2 separate regions of the Sus scrofa genome follow, and region 1 is linked to region 2. A link is a contact called in public HiChIP or PLAC-seq data. All regions are on one chromosome and are shown on one strand. The core of a region is the stretch at or near the end of the contact, and the rest is flanking DNA. Distances in the headings are between cores, read along the strand shown. Region 1 has its middle 8.8 kb from the start of TMEM212. Region 2 overlaps TNIK (TRAF2 and NCK-interacting protein kinase).

Region 1 (3,145 bases), core at 383-2,882, 650 kb after region 2:
AAAAAAAATGTATTATTAGGAAACATAGAATAATAAAACAAGTAATGAGACCAAAGGGTAGGAATTTGGCTTTTATTTTGCTTTTGGTAGAGAGATTTTGTCTCAATCTTGGAACAAATTTGAACATTGGAGGTGGTTAAGCTATAGGCTGGAAACAATTTTTAAGAAGAGCAGGACTCATATTCACCTCTTTGGAGTTATACAAATGAAATCTGCTTAGAGGATGGAAAGGAATGGAAGAGATTAGAGGATGACATTAAAAGATCCTATAGAACAGATATTTATTAAAAACATTAGTTAATATAGCATTATGAAAAATGAAGGGTAAACATTTCATAATTTCTGTGTGTGTGTGTGTGTGAATGGCAAGCCTATTTTCATAGCTCTTACTATTCTTACGCCTACACACACACATGTAAACTTACCTGTAAATGGTCCCTTATAGACTTGGGTCTGACTAGAGATGGCAGAAACTTCCTTGGCACTTATTAGCATTGGGCCTCTCCTTCCTGCCATTCACTAAACATTGATTTCCAAAATGGATTTTTTCAAAACTTCTTCCCCCTCTCCCTTTTAGAGAAAATAGATAATTTTCTTAACACATAAACACTTCTTACTTCAAGTTTATAAGAACATGGATCAGGAGTTTGACCTATCACTTTCGAAAAACTGCCCATCTTTAACATGGAGTCAGGCAAAAGAAATGCAAAAATAATAGTGGAAACTATTTCACATGATCACTGAGGCTGTAAGGAGTGGGGAAAGGAGAGCCTCCATGAAGAGAGAATTGGTAGAAAAAGTAGAGTTCACTCTGTTTTAAAATATCCTAAGTGAATATGGTATAAAAACCACAAAGCATAGTTTTATCCTCAAAGGATGTAAAGGAAATAGAATCTTTAGGAAAGAATGACTGTGTGCTAGGGAGAGAGTTGAAAAGTATATTTTGCAAGAAAGTCAGACTTCAACTCAGAACTCGGCTTTTTCAGCTTGAGGCCAAGACTATAAAAATTAGAAGAAACCCTTTCTTTAGGACTAGATTGAAGGGTTTATATTATGCATCCCAGCAGCCAGCTTTGCATGACCTGTTTTCTCTCCCTTTACTCTAAACTCTGTAATGGTGATTATAATTTTCCCATTCTGGGCTTAAGGCTGCCACTTTCTTTTGTGCTGAAAACCCAGGACTGTTATTAGCATGGTTGCATGATTGTTGGCCTTACAAATAGTTATTCATAAATACCAAAGTGGAAAAAAAAATCATGTTTAGCAACAATATACTAGACATTGTTTTATTACATATATCCAGTCCAGAAGATTTAAAATTCAGATTAGATCATTATCACATATGTAATGGGTAGAATTTGGAACATCTATGCTGAGGTTTATACCAAGTTGATCTGAGTTGAAAGAACTGAGTAATAATGTTGAAGAGTCACACTTAGCTGAATTTAAACCCTTTAAAACTTAACACATGAATTGAAAATTTGCCCTCTCCCTAAACTATAAACTTCTTGAAGCATGACTGGTCTCTCCCTGTGGTATTATCTTTCAATTTTGAACAACTGAACTAATCTAAGTAATGATTCATCTGTCACTAGAGGGGGTTGAAGCATTTCTGTCCTCTGTTGCCACAGAGCAAGAAAGATTCTAGAAAGTTGTCCTTTCTCCCACTTGGTATGTGTGGGAGTATCAAACCCCAAATAGAGCAGTGCTAAACTTTTTTTTTTCATATTTTGTTTTTCTATAAACAAACTTTATCTGTGGCCTTGTAGCAGACGGTCAGTTCCAGGAAACACACGGCTAACAATGTCATTCCCCTTGTATTGCACGTAATATAAAAACAGAGTTTAAGTAAATATTTGAATTAGGACAATTTGAAAAATTTAACTTTGGAGTAGCCTTTCCCTGGCATGTATTGATCACTTTTTCTAGAGTGGCTCTTTCTAATATGCTATCCCTACACCATTTAAATGAAGCTTGTTCAGTGTAACATATAATATATTAGCAGAGTATAATCCTAGAAACTCAGCATTTGCAGAATGGAACTGCAATTAGGAGATTCAACTCCTGCTGCATATCAAAGAAAAGCTGATCTATAAATAGCAGTAGAGCAACACCTAGTGCTAAGCACAGATATAGCAGAAAGATCTCAGTCACAACCATCTTATTAGGCCTTAGGTTTTATACTGAATGGATAAACAACAAGGTCCTACTCTGTAGCATACGGAACTATATTCAATATTCTATGATAAATCGTAATGGAAAAGAATAGGAAAAAAGAATGTATACCTATTCATAACTGAATCACTTTGCTACACAGCAGAAATTAACACAACATTGAAAATCAACTATACTTCAATAAAATAAATTTTTAAAAAGTTTTAGTTTATGGTTGCAATAGGATGACTCTTTTCCTTGGTATTTTAACCATGGAATTATTCTGTGAAATGACAAGCCTGGACTGGCTGGTCTTTAAGGTTCTTATAGACTCAGTGTGTGATCCTGCAGTTGGGTTATTTTTATGTACTTTTCATTTTCATTGCCCTACATTCTTCTTAGTGAACTTGTCCATTAGATAAAGGAGGCTTGCTTAGGCCTAGCTTTTACCTTTTATGTCAATTAGCTTTGCGTAGATTGTGAGAAAGAAGCAGAAGTGTTTATGTACTTGGACAATGCCATGAGGAAGTTCCAAGAAATGCCCTTTCTCTTCTTTAAAAAAATAGTAAATATATACATATGTACAAACTAGGGTAGGATACCTCCATTGTTGAAAAAGGAAAGTGTGGGCCTTTGTATGAAAAAAATGATCCCACATCTGCTAGTAGTAGGTGGTGTTTATTCTATGCTACTCAATTCCTTATGTCATAAGGACGCACTTCTTTTATTATCCTATCTCAGAAGAGATCACAATATCATCTGTATGGAAATACAAAAAGAGCATAAGTTTTCATAGCCAAATTCTCTGGAGCACAAGTTTTCTATGTCTTTGTTATTTCATTTGTCTATAGACCGGGGAAAATACTTACTATTTATGGAAAGTGGTCAGATAAAGAAATAGATAAAACCTTTGAATATGCAGAGATACATAAAAACCGTTAAATTAGATAGATCACCATGAACATGAACTGCTTTAAAAGCTGGCATCACC
Region 2 (3,014 bases), core at 399-2,898:
GTACATATACTAAAATTGGAAAGACACAGGGAAGATTGGCATGGCCTCTGCGCAAGGATGACATGCAAATTCATAAGCATTCCATGTTTTAATGGAGGATAATGTGAGAAAAAGAATGTATTTATCTATGTGTGTGTGTGTGTGTGTGTGTGACTGGGTCACTTTGCTCTATAGTCAAAAACTGACAGAACACTGTAAACCAACTATAATGGAAAAAATAAAAATCACTAAAAAATGAAATGAAAAAATAAATAAAAGAATAAAAATAAAAATAAAGCTTCATGTACTCATGTACAAGTCTTTGTAAGGATATATGCTTTTATTTCTTCTAAGTAAGTACCTAGAAGTGAAATGGCTGAGTCATATAGAAGATGCATATTTATAGTCAATTTTTTTAACATACAGAAACCATAATTTCGTACCATTTAACTAAACGAGATGAGGACAGGGAAGCTCTCGGATGGTGGTGCTCACTGCTATATCTCAGTGCTTAGAGCAGATGATATATTTATTGAAAGAGTGAACAATACATTTTATCTTGTAAGTACACGAACATGTAAAATAGAAACCCTATACCCTACAGTCTTTCTTCGTCTCAGACTGACTTTTATGCTCTTATCAGAAATTTCTAGGCCAAAACCTCCACCTCTACATGTGCAATCTCCAATCTCCATCTAACAACATGCTTCTCCCCCACTCTGTGTCTGTGGCTTAGCAGTTTCTAAACACTGCATAGAAGGGTGACAAGTCAAGAGATGGGAAAACCAGGTTAGGAAACCCCAAAATGATTGGTAAGAAACCATGTACAATTTGGTTCAATGGCCCACAATCCTGATAAAGACTCTCACCCTCCTTTCACTTTAAATATATCTTGCATTTTGTACAAAATTCTGAAGTCTCCCCTGGAACCTCACTCATATTTCAGAGATTCAAGCTAAGTTTCCTTGCAATTTCCATCAAACACAGGTCAAGGACACACAGAAAGGAGATGGAACTGGAAGCAAGCTATGAAATTTACCCTAAGCCATTCCCTAGGACTAAACTCAATATCCTGTGAGTGACACCCAGGCCCGTTCAGTATTTGGACCAAGGTCCATACAACTCAGAGGGGAATTTCAAGGGGATCTAGATTCTTGCCCAAAGTACAACCTACCTTAGAGCAGGTGGCCGGGGAACACACTAACCTCCACTAGGACCCAGGGGGGATTCTTTAATTCACGAGCCCCTTGGCCTGTCCACATGAAAGTTGTAAGTTCAGTCAGGGATAATAATGCATGTGCACAAAAACATAGTCCACAAGATTTCAAGTAATTCTCTGCATAGAATACAACTCAAGAAGGCAATTATCATCCTTTCTCTTTGTTCCATTTCAAGATGTATTCAAAGTTGTCACTGAACACACACACACACACACACACACACACACACACACACACACACACACACACAGAGTTGGTACAGCCCAGCAAGTGGCTGAGTTTTCCTGGCCTTGCTTACTGAGGTTCCTTCTGGAGCTAATGGGGAAAGCCCAGTGCACCATCAAGGTTGCCTCAGGAGCAGCAACTGGTAAAGATGAAAACACAGCTCTGCGGTACCTGCAATGCTATGGTTGATTGACACAGACCATCATTTGGGAACATGATGAAAGCTCTGAGTCACTCACTGTGCTTGAGACATTCAACAGGAAACACAGCAAGTGCAGTCTGAAAATGGTGAGTGTGTTGTTTTGATAAGACTCCAGGTCTTGGAAATTCTCCCAGCTCCTTCCCAACATCTCTAGGAATCGAGTGATTCTGCTGTGTGAACTGAGGTGGCTAGGCTCTAAGCCCCTTCCTGTGCAGTAGGCTCCAAGTTAAACAGCCTACAAGTCTAGGAAGCTGGAGCTGGTTTGAGAGCCAATGCAGCTGAAAGGAAATGATGGAGCTGGTCTGAGAAGGCTCCAGGCCAGTCCTCAGATGGGGAAAGAAAATGCTCAGAAATTCAGGCCAACTCCTGCCTTTGGGTCTTTGCCCCAGGTCTCCCCTCTGCCTGCAGCACTGACCCCACTTACATGCTAGCGTATTTCCTCTTCTCGCTGAAGTCTGTGCTCAAATGCTGGTTCTCAGTGAGGATGACCAAATCTCTCTCCCAGCACTGCACCTCCCCTCCCTTTCCCACATTTTTCCCCCAGAGAACTGATCACCTTCTAACAACTGTGTAATTTACTCATCACTCAATTATTATGGTTTTTGTTTATTGTGTTCCCTGCCCCCAACACACACGAACACACACACACAATTTCCTTGTCCTCTACTTTTAGGTGAGACTGGCTTTGTCTGCCCAGTTTAGTCTTCTCTGATTTCCAAGGGCAGGGAGCTTGGTTTTGTTCACTGGTACACAGTATCAGAAGTTGCCTGGCATACCAGGCACTTAATATTTGATGAATGAATGAACAAATGAAAGATACACAAGAGAAAGGAGCAAAACCTAAGTGTTTTAAGGCCATTAGACTGTCTGTGGATCACTTAGTCCAAACTTTTATTTCACAGGTGAGAGAAAAACGACTTCCCAAGATCACAGAGCAACTCAGCCCCAGATTGTACTCAGGGCCAGGTCTCCTGCTTTCCAGGCTAATTCTTTTACAACTGTCATCACAATGTAAAGAGCTGAGAATTCACTTAAAAAAATACAAAACCCAAAAAACTGGGAGTTCCCACTGTGGCTCAGCAGTAAAGAACCCAACTAATATCCATGAGGACTCGGGTTTGATCCCTAGCCTCGATTAGTGGGTTAAGGATCCAGCATTGCTGTGAGCTGTGGTGTAGGCCAGCAGCTACAGCTCTGATTCGACCCCTAGCCAGGAAACCTCCAAATGCCATAAGTGTGGCCCTAAAAAGCAAAGAAACGAACAAAAAAAGGGGCCCACAAAGTAATTGCTTCAGACTCCTACTTTGTTTACAGATGACTTTAGGTGCCGGTGACTCAAAGGAAAGTGCCAAGATGCAGTGAAGCACACTGCAAACCAGGGTTCCACT

Evidence for each region. HiChIP or PLAC-seq counts read pairs in DNA pulled down with a chosen protein or histone mark.
Region 1: a contact with region 2 is called in an H3K27ac HiChIP or PLAC-seq map of alveolar macrophages. The contact joins two enhancer-like sites. A contact is called at or near these places in 1 of 47 Hi-C or Micro-C datasets (embryonic fibroblasts) and 1 of 2 datasets of contacts at active chromatin or transcription factors (alveolar macrophages).

What each region holds. Positions count from the first base shown.
Region 1 is chr13:110,404,004-110,407,148 of Sscrofa11.1, forward strand. No RefSeq gene overlaps it. Among named protein-coding and RNA genes, the nearest start is that of TMEM212, 8.8 kb to the right of the region's middle. Within about 2 kb of position 1,633, at least 10 of the 83 cell types and tissues checked have an H3K27ac peak or open chromatin away from gene starts, as enhancers often do. A contact at or near this core is called in alveolar macrophages, where this site is marked.
Region 2 is chr13:109,758,558-109,761,571 of Sscrofa11.1, forward strand. The region is part of intron 7 of TNIK (TRAF2 and NCK-interacting protein kinase); the gene reads right to left. Among named protein-coding and RNA genes, the nearest start is that of SLC2A2, 150 kb to the left of the region's middle. Within about 2 kb of position 1,649, at least 7 of the 83 cell types and tissues checked have an H3K27ac peak or open chromatin away from gene starts, as enhancers often do. A contact at or near this core is called in alveolar macrophages, where this site is marked.